Linked DNA regions of Anas platyrhynchos: region 1 is linked to region 2. Evidence: chromatin contacts called from public Hi-C data. All regions are on one chromosome and are shown on one strand. Each heading gives the region's core, a stretch centred on a gene start, on an enhancer-like site or on the middle of the called end of the contact. The rest is flanking DNA. Distances are from core to core; before and after follow the strand shown.

The links. Hi-C and Micro-C count contacts between places; a contact is called where the count stands out from the background.
Region 1: a Hi-C map of F1 follicle shows a contact between it and region 2, with 4 times the contacts expected there. The contact joins two enhancer-like sites. A contact is called at or near these places in 4 of 8 Hi-C or Micro-C datasets (F1 follicle, liver and skeletal muscle).

What each region holds. Positions count from the first base shown.
Region 1 is chr3:39,709,990-39,716,985 of IASCAAS_PekinDuck_T2T, forward strand. The region is part of intron 1 of PRKCE (protein kinase C epsilon); the gene reads right to left. Among named protein-coding and RNA genes, the nearest start is that of PRKCE, 5.7 kb to the right of the region's middle. Within about 2 kb of position 2,387, at least 1 of the 8 cell types and tissues checked has an H3K27ac peak or open chromatin away from gene starts, as enhancers often do.
Region 2 is chr3:39,655,928-39,662,779 of IASCAAS_PekinDuck_T2T, forward strand. The region is part of intron 1 of PRKCE (protein kinase C epsilon); the gene reads right to left. LOC110352696 (a long non-coding RNA gene) reads left to right here and starts at 4,813. Exons shown (of 3, transcript XR_011808188.1): 1 at 4,813-5,040. Within about 2 kb of position 1,899, at least 1 of the 8 cell types and tissues checked has an H3K27ac peak or open chromatin away from gene starts, as enhancers often do.

The DNA of each region.
Region 1 (6,996 bases), core at 1,137-3,636, 55 kb after region 2:
TCTGATGGAATCAAACTTTGCTTCTTTTAATTCCAAAAGCAATGGTCTTTCTTTACTTCTCTTCCTCAACAATTCAAGCCCTAAAGAGTTCAGCAGGGGGAGGAAAAAAAAAAAAAAAAGAAATTCACAGAACTATGTAGTATGTCTCTAATGCTGCTTCCAATAAAATAAACATTAAAACTCCTGTTAGATTTAATGGCAATGTGCCAATATCACTAGGTTTTTCAGCTGTGCTGTTCAGACTTATGTGAGATTTTGGTTTCTGTAATTTCTGTTAAATCACAGCAATGACTTTTTTTTTAACTCATAGAGGTATATAAGCAAAAGGACACTCAGAAATCATCTTTACTACCAATTCAAGCCACTGACTGTGACTAACAATCAGAGTAGGTAACAATGTTGCAGATGTTCTTAAATCCTATTCATTTGCATTTTGCTTTACTACAATATAGTGTAAAGTAGATAACTATCATTAAAGTTACCCAATCTCTAAAATTATTTACGAGGTTTACAGTTGCAGTTTCATACTTAATATTGCCGAATATGCATCTAAAATCTTCTAGTGACTGCCTGCCAAACAGGAAAGCAGTTGCTTACAAAACACAAGGTTGAAACTTCTTGTCAGCCTTCTGCAATGACCGCTTTGCCCTCAGCTGGTAGAATCCCCTGTAACTGCTTCAATTTGCATGACTCAAAAGGGCGAGTAAGATAACCCCGCTCTTCAGATCTTACTCAGTCTAACTTCTTGCAAGAGACAAAAGGGTTGGTTTGTTTCCCCCTCCAAACTGGCTGTTTTCCAAGCTGTCTTTGGACTTCTGATCTTATTCCATATCCAGACAGTTCCAGCCCTACCTTTCCATGTGGACGCGACGCAGGGAAAGTCTCTTCTCAGTCCTCTCTGACCACAGACTTCCCATTACCGGCATACCCTGTCATTTCCAAAACCTCTCTTACCATGAGCTGGACAGAATAGATGTATTTCTCTATCTTACAGTCTAGTAACTAGAGTAAGAGAAAGGGGATTAAGCTAGTACTGGATAAAGCAGAAATGTATTCAAGCATCCAGTTCCAAGCAGAAAGGATCTCACCTCCAACATTTTATAAAATGAATTCACACACACACCCCTTCAAAATCTGAAAACCCCAAACCAGTTTGTTTAGATGGAAGTTTAATTAGGGAGTGGAAACTAACTGTACTTAGAGGCCAAGTCCTACAATTCCAACTTAAATCCTCATTTCAGCAGTATTTAAAGAACTCTGGATGGGGAAGGCAGAGATTTAGTTTTGATGGCTGAGGAAAGCAGAAACCAGGCTTGCATATGCAAGATTTGCAGAAGAATAATAAATCAGTAAGGGTAAAATGAAAGTAAAGGATGTTGTTAAATGGTATTTATTCTCGGTTTTCCCTTGGAACACAGGCCCAAGTTCAGGAAAGAATTTAAACACACGCCTGCATGAAATGCAGTGAACCCAATGAACCCAGTGAGCTCAGTGGTTTGCTCACAACCATGAAGTTCTGCACAATGTCTATGGAGCTGCCTGAGCTGCAGTAGTGATATCTACTGTCTGAGAACTGGCTCAAAAAGAAGACGTAGGAATTGTTGTCATCAGATCTGGACATTTCTAAAAGCCCAGCTTAGAACTGATACCTATGAATTGGACTCCATTACTGGCAGCTTCATTCTGCAGGCACTTTCTAGAGAGCTTAGCAGAAGTGCTCTCACCACCAGGAACTCAGTACCAGCACTGGTATTAGCAGCAGTAAGAGGAGGTTCTGTCCAGTTGTAGGGTCAAATCCTGACCTACAAGTAATTCAGCGCTAAGCGAAAGCCATGTTTGACTACACACTTTCCATGCCCTGAGCAATTTTTTCAGGACCTAAGTGAGACTGAAAGCTACGCACTGAGCAAAGCAAGTTAAAAAAAAAAAAGGAAAAAATACAGGTCAGTGAGCAACAGAAGGCCATCAACTAACCAGTCAATTTGCCTATGCCAGCTCATCCCAGTCTCTTCTACATGTTCAGCTTTCTGCTGCTGCCAAAAGGGCAGCTGGAGGATGTGGGGCAGCAGCAACTATTCATAATCTTCCTCCAGGTTTTTCTCTTTGCTTCATCTCTCCATTTCCCCACGTTGCCCTTTCCCTCTCCCTGCAGCAGTAGCTGCGGAGGCAGCTTTTTCCCTCTCTATGGCTCCTCAGCAGGCTGGGAAGTACTGCAGGTGAGCAGGAGCTGCTGCTAGGAGAGAACATTTCTAGCAGGGAGTAGGAGTAGCCTTGTGCAGCTGCAGAAAGGGATTGATACGAGGGAGTGGGTGAGCTGCGTGGCGACTGTACCATATCCCCAGCAGAGAGGGAAAAGAGGAGGCACAGGAGGGAGACAGGCCGGGGGAGAAGGCGAGGAAGCCCCTCCCTGTGCAAAGTGCTTTCCAAAATCTCCCATCTCCTCTTCTCAACCACCCACCCTCACAATTACACGAGTCCCTGCAAAGCCCTGCCGCTCCCTGCTAACTCCCATGCTCACCCCCCAGGCCTAACATATACCTTGCCCAGTGACAGCCTTGTAACACAGAAATCCATCAAATGGGACAGCAATTTCCCTTCCATTTCAACAAATACTCTTCTGATAACAACGCTTTTCAGCAGCTCACAAACTGCAGTTTAGATGAGATGTAAAGCTTTCACAAGCTGCATCCTAGGCCTTTCAACACCATCAGCACAGATGACTTCAGCTGGTAGATGAAAATAAAAATGAAAATACGCAACAGTCACACTCTGTTAGCCCAACAACAACCTTCAACAGTGTAAGGAGCAAGCAGAGGTTCACATGCTGGCTGACCTGAGACAAAATATCACCACTCTGCTCTCTGCCCCCCAGCTATAGCAGATCAAGTACTGACGAAAATGGGTGCCGCTTCAGCAAAAGAAAAGGCAGAAGGCTATTAAGCAAACAAACAACCCCCCCAAACACACTCTTATAAGCCCTTAACCAGTCTTCCCAGTTAATTCAGACAGGAGGAGCTGGAAGGAGATGGTTTATTTCCCGAGTAAATGGACAGCTCACAGGACTGAGCACTCAAGCGTGTTTTAATCCTTCCCCTGCTACTGCCCTCCTTCTCAATTCCTGAAACAGAAGAAAAAATACTGACATTTTCCTAAGGTGCTTTTGGATTTTCTAATGCATGGCATGCTTGTTACTGTTATTGCCAGCCATTTCAAAGGCAGGAGCTGTCGTCTATATTCTGCCTTGCATCTGCTCCTTTCGACAAACACCTCTGACGAGAGGTCAGCACCACCACATTCAGTGCTGCATTATCCTGGGTGCCTAACCTTAAGGGCTGCAGCTTGGAGACCCGGGACACGGTATCTCCAACAGGAAAATTTCATCAATGGTATGCTGTAAGCATGATGCAAAAACACGTACCTCAACAGCTCAATGAGTATGTAAAGCTGTGCATTTTCCCCGTTTCATTTCCCCTAACTCGTCATCAAATTGTTATTGAGATGTAAAATTAATTCATAATAAGCTTGCTGTATGCAAGTGGCACAGCTGTATGACTAACTTCACATTAATAAAATGGAAATATGAAAGAATGTTTTTTAAAGTACGTTTGAAAAGATCTTAAGAATCAGCACTGAACGAAAACAAAACTAGAATGGCAGACATTTAAGACTGGCAAAGAAAATATCACTGAAATCTGTGTTTTAATTCTTTCCTGACAGCATTAGGGATTTCTTTAAGACAGCAGAAAACTAAACTTGTTTCATTAACCTAAATATAGCTGTAAAATATTTTCAGTGGAAATAAAGGCTTTTCTTGATAAATGTTGTGATGTTCCGACTGATTCAGTAAGTTCTGCTACTCAGCCTACAGAAGGATTTCTTAGGACGACTCAATAGGTTTTCTCGTGCACAGTCAGGCTAATGGCTAAGACCCTTAGATGGAGTCCTTGGCATTGGTCCAGTTACACTGATTTCATCTATCGTCAACTCTGAAAAGTGGACATGAACTCAGAACCCATATTACCAATCATCCAAACACATAAACATCGATCGTTCTAATTCACAAAAGTATAACCACAAGGCTAAATGTTAAAGGAATTTTCCTTCCCGATTTAAATTCTACTGATAAAAGCGTAGCTCTATCACCAACTCAGCTGCAACATTTACATACGCCAAATGTAAGAAAACCAGATAAAGACATGCTTCGTTATTACGTGAATCACCAAACCCAAAAGATATAGCTAAAGCTTGCAAGTTAAGCTAGGCTTCTTTTTCAGTGAGAACTTTCAGGTTGCTTATCGTTCTGCATTTCACATTTACCAAAATGTAAGCTCACCAACATCCTCTTGAAAATGCCTTGTGCCATTCTGTATAATGTTTCATTGGTTTACAAAAGCATCTGTAATCCAAAGCTCTCTTTAAAACTGCAGTGTAGCCATTACTAAAAGATCTGCAAAACTGACACTTTGACTGTGATATGTCTGTATTGATGCACCACTGGAAAAGCAGCCATCTTTTTAATTGTCACTATACCTTTTTTAGAAACCAAAACATTTTTTTATTATTATTATTGATCTTCCTTTAAAAAAAAAAATTAAAAAATCCCTGTATTTTGTTTAAAAGCTTCCATCTGGTAAAATATGAACAACTGTGTTAGGCCAGAACTTCCATCTTTCTGCATATATATGTTCAGGGAGTACACATACCGTAAGGTTAAAAATCATTTTTGCAACTGCTGAATACTCTGCAGACAAAAGAAACCAGAATTTTGCACATTTATCTTACTCGTCCTAACACAATAGACGCTATCATGATTTCAAGCTTTGTACTTGTTTATCATTAGTGTTTCCACTGTAACCATGGCATCAGTATATAGCACAGGCTTAACAGTGAGAAAAATACCCAGTATTTTCCTAAAAAACTCATCTCTTAGAAAACATACAGGGATGTGCACAATGGTAAAGAATAATCAAAGTAGGTAAGCTGGCTAAAGAGAGGAATAGTTTAATTTTAGGGGGAAAAAAAAGAACCAAAACATTATTTCTCTACAAGCCCTTTTTTCATTTTGGACTTCTGACAAGAACCTAGAAATATGTTACGGGATAAGTCACATAACCTTGGGCCTGGTGCAGATATTATAAAACAAATACTGAATTTTCCTTCCAAAAATGCATGCAGTATTATACGATACTGAATGCATTAAAGCTATTAATATATTGACAAGAGCTGTTCTCAGCATACGAGTTTTTTCTCAAAGCTATTTAAATAGTGACAGTCCAATCCTGAAAGAACTGTTGCATCATTCTGAAGGTAAAAAGGGGCAGCAATGCAACTACATTGAATATACCCAACAAGTACATGGTTCCCTATTCCAGCTTTTGGGACTCCTTGAAGGGACGCCCTCAGAATGGCATAAAAATGCTTTTTAGTCTCCAGAAGTGTTTCTTAGGTTGCAATTAATATTTTAGGCAAGGAGGAATGAGCTCCTGTGATAGCTGCTTTTAATTTGCTTGCTATAAAGTTGAGGAAGAGTACTAGAAAAATATCTAGCTTAAATGCCAAGAGTGAAATGAAGGAATTAGCCCTCTTATTAAACAGAACAAACTGACTGTGATGTGCCCAGTCTTAGTCTTACGTTGGTTTAGGCCATGTGCATTTTCCTCATCCTGTGAAAGCCATTCGACTACTTCATTTCAGAGAAGACTTCTTTTTTTTTGCAAGTTCTCATACAGACTCTAGACACTGATGAAGATACCAATAAATCTATGTGCTTCACTATACACTCCACAGAGATGCTTTGGCCACAGGCCTTGATTTAACTCAGTGAAATCAGATGAAAAAAACAATGTGATTTTGTAAACGCCAGTTCTCTGAGGGTCCCTACCTATTAGCAATACAATAAACACAGTCAGTATTACAACAACAATGATGTATTCAGTAAATTGGAAGATTTGGGAAAATGTAAAGAACAATCCCATACATGCCTGCCCCCCAACTCCAACTGTGATCGGGTGGTGTTCTCTGTGCATTATATGCACTGCACAAACACAGTCCACACTATGGAGACTTACAGCACACACACAAGCAAGAAGCAAATGATGTTTCAGAAACCGTATTACAATGAGCTAACCAATTAGGACCCAGAGCCATCTACTCAACTCTGTCACATCAACAGACAACAACTGTAGTCACTCCCTTGTCTCCTCCCACCCAGTAAATGCTGGACAGCAATGAATCCTGGTGCAATAAAATACAGCATTTATCTGATTCAGCTATGTAGTTCCTCTCCCAGACGGTGTTTACAGAGGGCCTCAATCTGTTAAATTCCACTATTTATCTAGGGAACATGTTTGGACGTTTGAGTTCACCTTAAAAATCACAGTCAGGATGTACCCTCACACACCAGCCCACCAAAAATCAAACTTGTCATCTGTAACCTGCAAGGTCCTTCCAGATGTGGCAACAAACTCTGAACGTGTACCATACACAGAAAGCACATACGTAATTATTCCTTCACTAAAAATCTGTGATGACATCCTCATCCCATTGGCCTCAAAGACGAAGCACCCACTGTTTACAGAAGGACCACTACTTGATTATCATTCAATCCAGGTAAAAGACATCTGCAATACTGCTGCATTTGTCTTTTCCTGATTTGGCGTTTTTTTCGTTGCTTATTGCCCAGTTTTACAATCCAAGTTTACTAACATGTAGCTTGTATTGAGCGTCAGAATAATCTAGATCTTAATTGTTACAATGTAACATACATAGAAGAAGTGGGCAATATTTTAAAGTTGTAAACATTAAAGTTGTAACAGTAAAGTTATTCAGCTCTTAATCAGCATAAATAGAGCACAATTCTTTCACGCCTTTCCATTGTTCTGATATCTCTTTCTAGCACTGCTTTAAGTAAAGAAGCTCCAAAGGATACATGAAACTCTGAGCTGTTAACTCTTGCTGTTTTCACTTTGGTCCTGGGTTCTTTGTTTGCCAACAAAA
Region 2 (6,852 bases), core at 649-3,148:
TTAAAATTTGAATTTAAAAATACTGTACATGTATCAGCATGTTCCCAAGTATTATTAGAAAATATTAAACTTTTCCTGAAACTGGGTTTAAGGTGAATGAAAAATGTTCATATCTTATGAAGATTTACTTGGATGGAGCATTTACTGCTCCATCCCAAACACCCTGGCACCGTTAAAAGATCCCCAAATCCTATAAGAATGGCTCCAGAGTTTTTAAATACTAATGCCAAAGACAGCTCATGAATCCATAGCTGACAGCACTAGGCAGCTCCCTAACAACAGCGCTGGTGCCATCTGTATCAGTCCCCATTTTGATACCTCTTTCAACAGAAATAAAATCAATCCTATCATTGGACATGTAATATCTTTAAACAGATGTGATTTAAAGACCACACTAATATGCCACAACTGGAAGGAAAATGGCCTTGTGTCCAGCCCTGTGTTTTCCATCAGCCAGTGGTGCTACAGGAGATCATCCTCCAGTGAAGCGCAGAAGCAATGACATGCTTTATGAGACCATGCTTTGTTAATGCTCTTGAAGTTGAGAATCATCATCAGTAACACCACTGGGCCACAATATGTAACCTGAAATGTGAATGTCATTCCGGACTGCAGTCAGACAAGGGGTGAGGTGTTCAGAAATTAATGAAGGTGACTTGGAAGTATCCATGCAGATAAAAAAAGCTCAAATGCACTCCCATGTAATACTGACTTTCCTCATTTCCCAAGGAGAGGATTCTGCAGGAGCTGTCAGCACTTAGCACAATGAAGCCGTAAGTGACACTGCCTACGCTGCTGTCATACAGCACTGCCCATCAGATGCTGTGCTATGCAGGCATTTATAATCAGTGGGTCTCTAATTAAGCAATCAATACTCTTCTGCTGTTTTTCAATGGATAAATCTATTTTCTTCTTCCCTGAGATGCAACGATAACAACAGACCAAGAGACTTTTGAATATTCTGGATGATATCAAACACTAGACACGGCCAGATACTTGCAGAATGTTTAGGTTTTGCATCCAAATTAATTGTTTTGGCACACTTGATCCAAACACATCACTCAGACCACTCCAATTTGGTATATTAGTTGTTACATACTGCCCTAACCTTGCAACCTGTTGTCTTTTCCAACATGTGGCAACCATGTAGAACACCCACTGTCAGCTCACACAGTCATAGCTACTGTGTCTTCATAATACGTTAATAATACATTGCTCTCTTCGTTTGGTGATTAAGGCTTAGAGTCAAAACCCAGGCACTTGATAGTTGTGCCAAATATGTGATAATTTTGTTTTAAAGGCTAAGAACACCCACTGTGAATGGACTGAATTTGCCAAAATTAATATTTTATTCTCACAATAGCCATATGCTATTCATTTGTACCTTAGCCTGAAAACAGCCATTATAAATATCAAAATCTCAGCAAAAACATTTTGCAGCAAATTAAAACAATTTATTGCACCAACAAAAAGGGGCAGACAGAACCTGTGAGGTCAGAGTGTCAGTAAGCTGGACTTCAGAGAATTCATCAGAAAAGAATTATCAGAAGTACTTCAAGCCCAAAACAAGAGCTTCCAAGCACATCAGAAGGAATTACAGGCGAGTAAGTCACTTGGATCAACTTGGTCACAAAGAAAACAATGTTATCGTACAGAGCTAAGACAGACTGGTCAGAGCAGGGATGGAACCACTGCACTTCAGGGTCAAGTTTAAAACACCTCTGTACTGGGCTTTATTGTATTGATATGGAGAAGAAAATGCAAATATTGTCCAGACCCTTAAAAGATCAAGCAAATCCAAACAGTCTTCCTTCCTTCCTTCAGCAAAAGTAAACATTTAAGGCAGAACTTGCCTGAGCTAATAACCAGCAACCTTCCCTCCCAGGTTTTCCTTCCCTGCTGTCTACAGAAAATCCCAGAGATAGAGAGTGAGAGACAGCGTGCGTGGGAGGTGGGAGGGAGAGTTAAGGAAGCAGAGGGGAGAGAGGAGGGTAAGGAAATAAGTTATTCTCTACAGATGGCCCAGCTCTGTAAATCCTTTCTTGCAGTCACTCCTTGAGCTGAGAGGTGAAGACATCCACTCCCTGTCTGCATCCCTGCACCTCACCACGCTTCAGGCACGAAGGAGTGGACAGAACAGTAGAAGCAAGTACTCAAGTCTTACCACTGCTGGACTCAGTAGTAAAGCACTTGCTAACTTCAGCAAGGCTAGGATTTTATGCCAGATTCACAAACAAGTCATCTATAAAATTCCCGATCAGGTCCCCAAACTATCTGTCAAGGATAAGCAAAAAACTGATGAGATATTTTCCCCAAAGTCTGCTGTTTCTGTAAGAAGGTTTTATTTTATTTGGCTCTAGCTGTAACGTATTGCTAAATGTCATTGTAAAACGCAAAAATATTCATTCATAAATATTCAGTAACATAGTGAACTTACAATGAACTACACTGGCTGTTACAGCAAATTTAACTCACAGCACACAGAATCCTAGAAGTCACACAATTAGATCTAATTTATCTAGCTGCTGATAATAGAAGTGTCGCACGATAATAAAGCAGATCCTTGCTTTTAGCACTACATAGCATGTATTCATACCACAGAGTGATTGCACAACTCCGAGGAAGGCAGTCCATTAACCTTCAGGACCTAAAGCTGTTACCATAAACAGTATTTGCTCTTTTACAAATGCATTTCTCTCCAACAGATTCCCCCACTACCCATTCTCACTTGTCCCTCACTTCCCATTCTCTCCCCATAGTAAACGCAAAAATAAAGACTGTATGAAGCAGGGTGTCAAATAAAGGTAACGAGCAGCCCTGTACTGATGTAGTGACATTCATTCTGTAGGCAACTGCAACCAGATATGGTACAATCTCTTTTACAGTCCTCGGACTGTATGTACAGGAATTGGTTTGAATGCTGTACAAAAACAGACCTTGGGTATGAAGCTTCAGCTGCCTAAGAACACAGAACTAAGGTCTAAAGCAGGAAGTGAATCACATCACATACAACTGAAAAATTTGTTACTTGGTGACTTCCTTCTTAGGCATGGCAATCTTTCTAATCTACAAGAGTATGGACTGCCTGGATGTTCGCAGGAAAAAGAGATGCACCATCTCAATGAGAAGATTCATGCTCTAAAAACAACACAAATTTTACATCTCTATCACATAAAATAAGGCCTGGATGCCATGAGTAAGATTTTTTTTCCTACAAAAGATGGCACAGGTATCGCTAGTATAACTGAATCCCATCTATGATCCAATCACAAAAAAGAATTTCAAGCTACCATCCCTCTTAAGCCACTGCTGAAAAACTGGTTCTTGAAATAACACAGGGAAGTGCTGCCCACAGGAATACTAACAACATCTCTTCCAGGAACCGGATACTTCACGTTTGGAGCCTATCAATTTGAGATAGATACACTGGCTGCTTCCATAGTAGTCACAGCAGTTTCAGGGATATCACATGAGAAACTGCTGAATAAGGTATTTTAATCAGTGTTTTCGTTTTGATACTCTTGAAAGTATTCTTTTTTTGTCCAGGTGATAATGAAAATTGAAGTTAGTGACAACAATGATCCAGTAACTTACTGCAAATCAAAGGAAAGACCATTGTTGCTTCTTAGTTAATGACTTTTCAACTCTGCATTTTTGTTGCATCAGTAATATTTTGGAAAGACAAGATTCACACCAGGTATAAATCAGTGCAACTCTAGTGAATTCCAATGGAATTGCACCAGACTCCACATACCGTAAGCCATTCTGTGTAGTTGCCAAAAAGAAGAGAGAGGAATTGCTCTACAGCATGGTTTGGCTCATGCTGTCCTCCTGGGGAAGAAAAAGTCCATCTACGCGCTTCTTCAAACCCAGGCTAAAAAGGCAGTATGAAGAATGTTTAAAAGGCTGAGTCCAGTTTATTCAGCCATGTCTATTAAGGAGTTTCTGAAACTGCGAAAAGGAAATATATTTGATTTATAATTGTAAATCTTAGAAGTGGAAATATTTCTCTAATAGTAACAGAATCTACCTGTAAGTAAACTTAAAGCATGTGAAAATACCAGCAGAAATCACGATAAAGTCACTAAGTCATAAACGCTTCCTTTTCAGCAGTTACCATTCAAATGCAGAGCACTTTTAGCAGCAATTTTTCCTAGAACAATTTTTCAGCTGTCTTACCCTACTTCACACGTTACCAAATCTTGGCCCCCAGTGAGAGTGCAGATGGCAAGCCTGAGGAAGGAAAAGAAGAAACGCAAAGAAAGAAATTGCTGAAACATAGCCCAAATTTCACATCAGTGGTTCTTAATTCCCTTTCTGAAAAATAGCTGTTTGCCCTTCTGCAATGGTTTTAAACACATTACTTTACACGTTTACATGACAAGTAAACAGTGAAATGAGTAGGACTGTTAAAAAATGAAAAACTAAATTCTTCTCCATATATTATGCAGACTCTGCAAATTGGGTGTAAGTGTGAGGTTGACAACAGGGTGGGGGGCAGAGTGAGGAAGTCTGCAACCACAAACTTAGCAAGGCTGAGTGTTCACTGTGTGTAGCAGTAGTAGAAAAAATAAGAAAGGAGATTTCTGCTTTTGTCAGTAGGCAGGTTCAGATTGTTAAAAGAATATGAAATCACAAAACAGTTTCTCCCAGCTTAGCTTGAGCAGTACCTCTCTTTTTAAACAGACTTCTGTTGGGTGTGTTCTCTCCTAAAAACAGGCAAGTGATCATTAAGCATAAAATCAATTCAATCTCAAAGACCATATGAAGACCCTCCCCTCCTTCAAAGACATGCTCAAACAGTGCAAATCTTCTATTTGAAACTGTATCTTTGATCCTCCTCCAGGCTAGCAGTGCTGTGAGACAGCTGCAGAAGAGGAACACCTGGAAAAATACCTGCAGAAAGGAGAATGTGTCACTGAAGGCAGAGTATCTGTCAGACCACATCACCTCCAGCTCACCCTGTGCAGCACTCTCGCAGAGCCAGCACGCAGATCTGTGCTGAAATCTGTAGGACCATAGCTGGCAACAGTTCTGCAGGTAAGCAAGCCCCTTTACCCAGGTAAGTGAAGGTGAGAATGCCTTTGCACTGAAACTTCATCTTTTGTGAGCAACTCTAATCACATGTAATTATATTTTATGTATGGTGTATTTGTTGCTTATTTTTCAAAATACTTTGCCTTTCAGCCTACTTGGATCTCTCTATTTTTGGTCCTTTGGGAGAAGAAATATTTCTGCTTTCTAATTTACCACTCCTGTATGTAAACTATCATACTCATTCACAACAAGGTCTATGGCTTTTACCATTATGGTTAGAGCTAACCTTCTTTTCAGCAACGTAGGCAAATAGTTCAAATGAATCTTGACTTACAGTTACTTCTGCTTAGGCAGTATAGAAAATTATTCAGATGACTCCAACCAAACTAACTTGGTATTGCAATTAATTCAGCATCTTGGTATGGGCATTTGGATGTATTATTAAGAATTTCAGATACTCAGTATGTTTTCTGCAAGATAGACTTTCTAAAGAAGGAAGCAGCTGGAAGGCGATGCTTTAAAGGGGCTATGGGCACAAAAATGCTTTTTCACTTAGTTGGCTCCATCTGTTTGACAAGTTATGAACAGATGCTCCATATCCATCCAAATGCATTTTACCAGTGACCAGAAAAGTCAATTTTTCAGCAGACAAAACATCAGCATCCACAAGTGGAGACCAACCACTTTCAGAACCGTTCCCCTTTGAACTGGAACAGTTTGTACAGAAACAGATGTAATGTACAACAGGCAGAAATATGGGCCATTAAAATAAATGGATGTTATTTTTCTTTAATCTGAAGAAGGAGTTAGAAAGAAAAGTACACAGAAGTGAGAAAGAAACAGAAAAGAATCAGAAAGCACCTTCAGGAGAAAAGGGGCCAAGCCATTTGCTGCTGAGCTGCACAGCAGAATGGGGTTGTGCCCATCAGCTGCCCTCGCTTTGTGGCCCAGCTTTTGGGCTTAACTTTCCTCACTTTGCATCTGTGTTAAACAGTCCCTGTCAGGTCCTCTCTCTCTACTCCTAAAAACAAATGAAGAAAGGAGAATGACGGTGTCAAATTGATTATAAATTCAGAGTGCGTGTCTCCGTCAACACCTCCACCTTACGTGCCTTTTCTTAAAGCAAAAATGAGCCCTCGCTTCTCTCTATTTCCCCCGCAAACAACTCTACAGTTAAGCAATTTCTTTTCCAAACCACGTGCACACCCATAGAAAAAAGAAATCTGTCGGTTCACCAGCCTTCTTCTGAACTGGAGGTCCTCTGTTTTGACAAAATCCTACAATCTCTGTGAAGTTTATGAGTGCCTGAGTTCTTAACTTTCTGTCCTTGGTTAAAGTGCACTTGTGTGGCTCAGCTCTCTTGGCCACACAGCACACAGGCTGCTCAACCCGCTCTGGCTGGAGGCAGCCATGCCACCACCATCCAGGTGCTCCAGGCCTGCTCTGCACCCACAGACACCAGCTTCACACCAACACGGTGAGCTGGCTCTCTGTGTGAAGCATGGTCAGCACAGCTGAGAGGTCCCAGAGGAAGGTGACGGTGGCCACTGCATCCCTGCCTGACCACCTCACATGAAATGCCCATGTCAGATGGCCCCAGGCTGTGTGGGCCCTTTGGGTGAGCTGCCTGTGCCCCCGGACCTTACACACCAAGCATTCCTGAACTGTATCCTCACAGCTGTCCAGATTCGTGTCATCTAATGGTGATGGGTGCTACTCCAAAGAGATCACAATGATAAAAATCTTGTGTCTCAATGCTCTGGGCTGGATGAGGTGCAAACTTCCCATCATATGGAGTCACAGTGGTGTCATGAC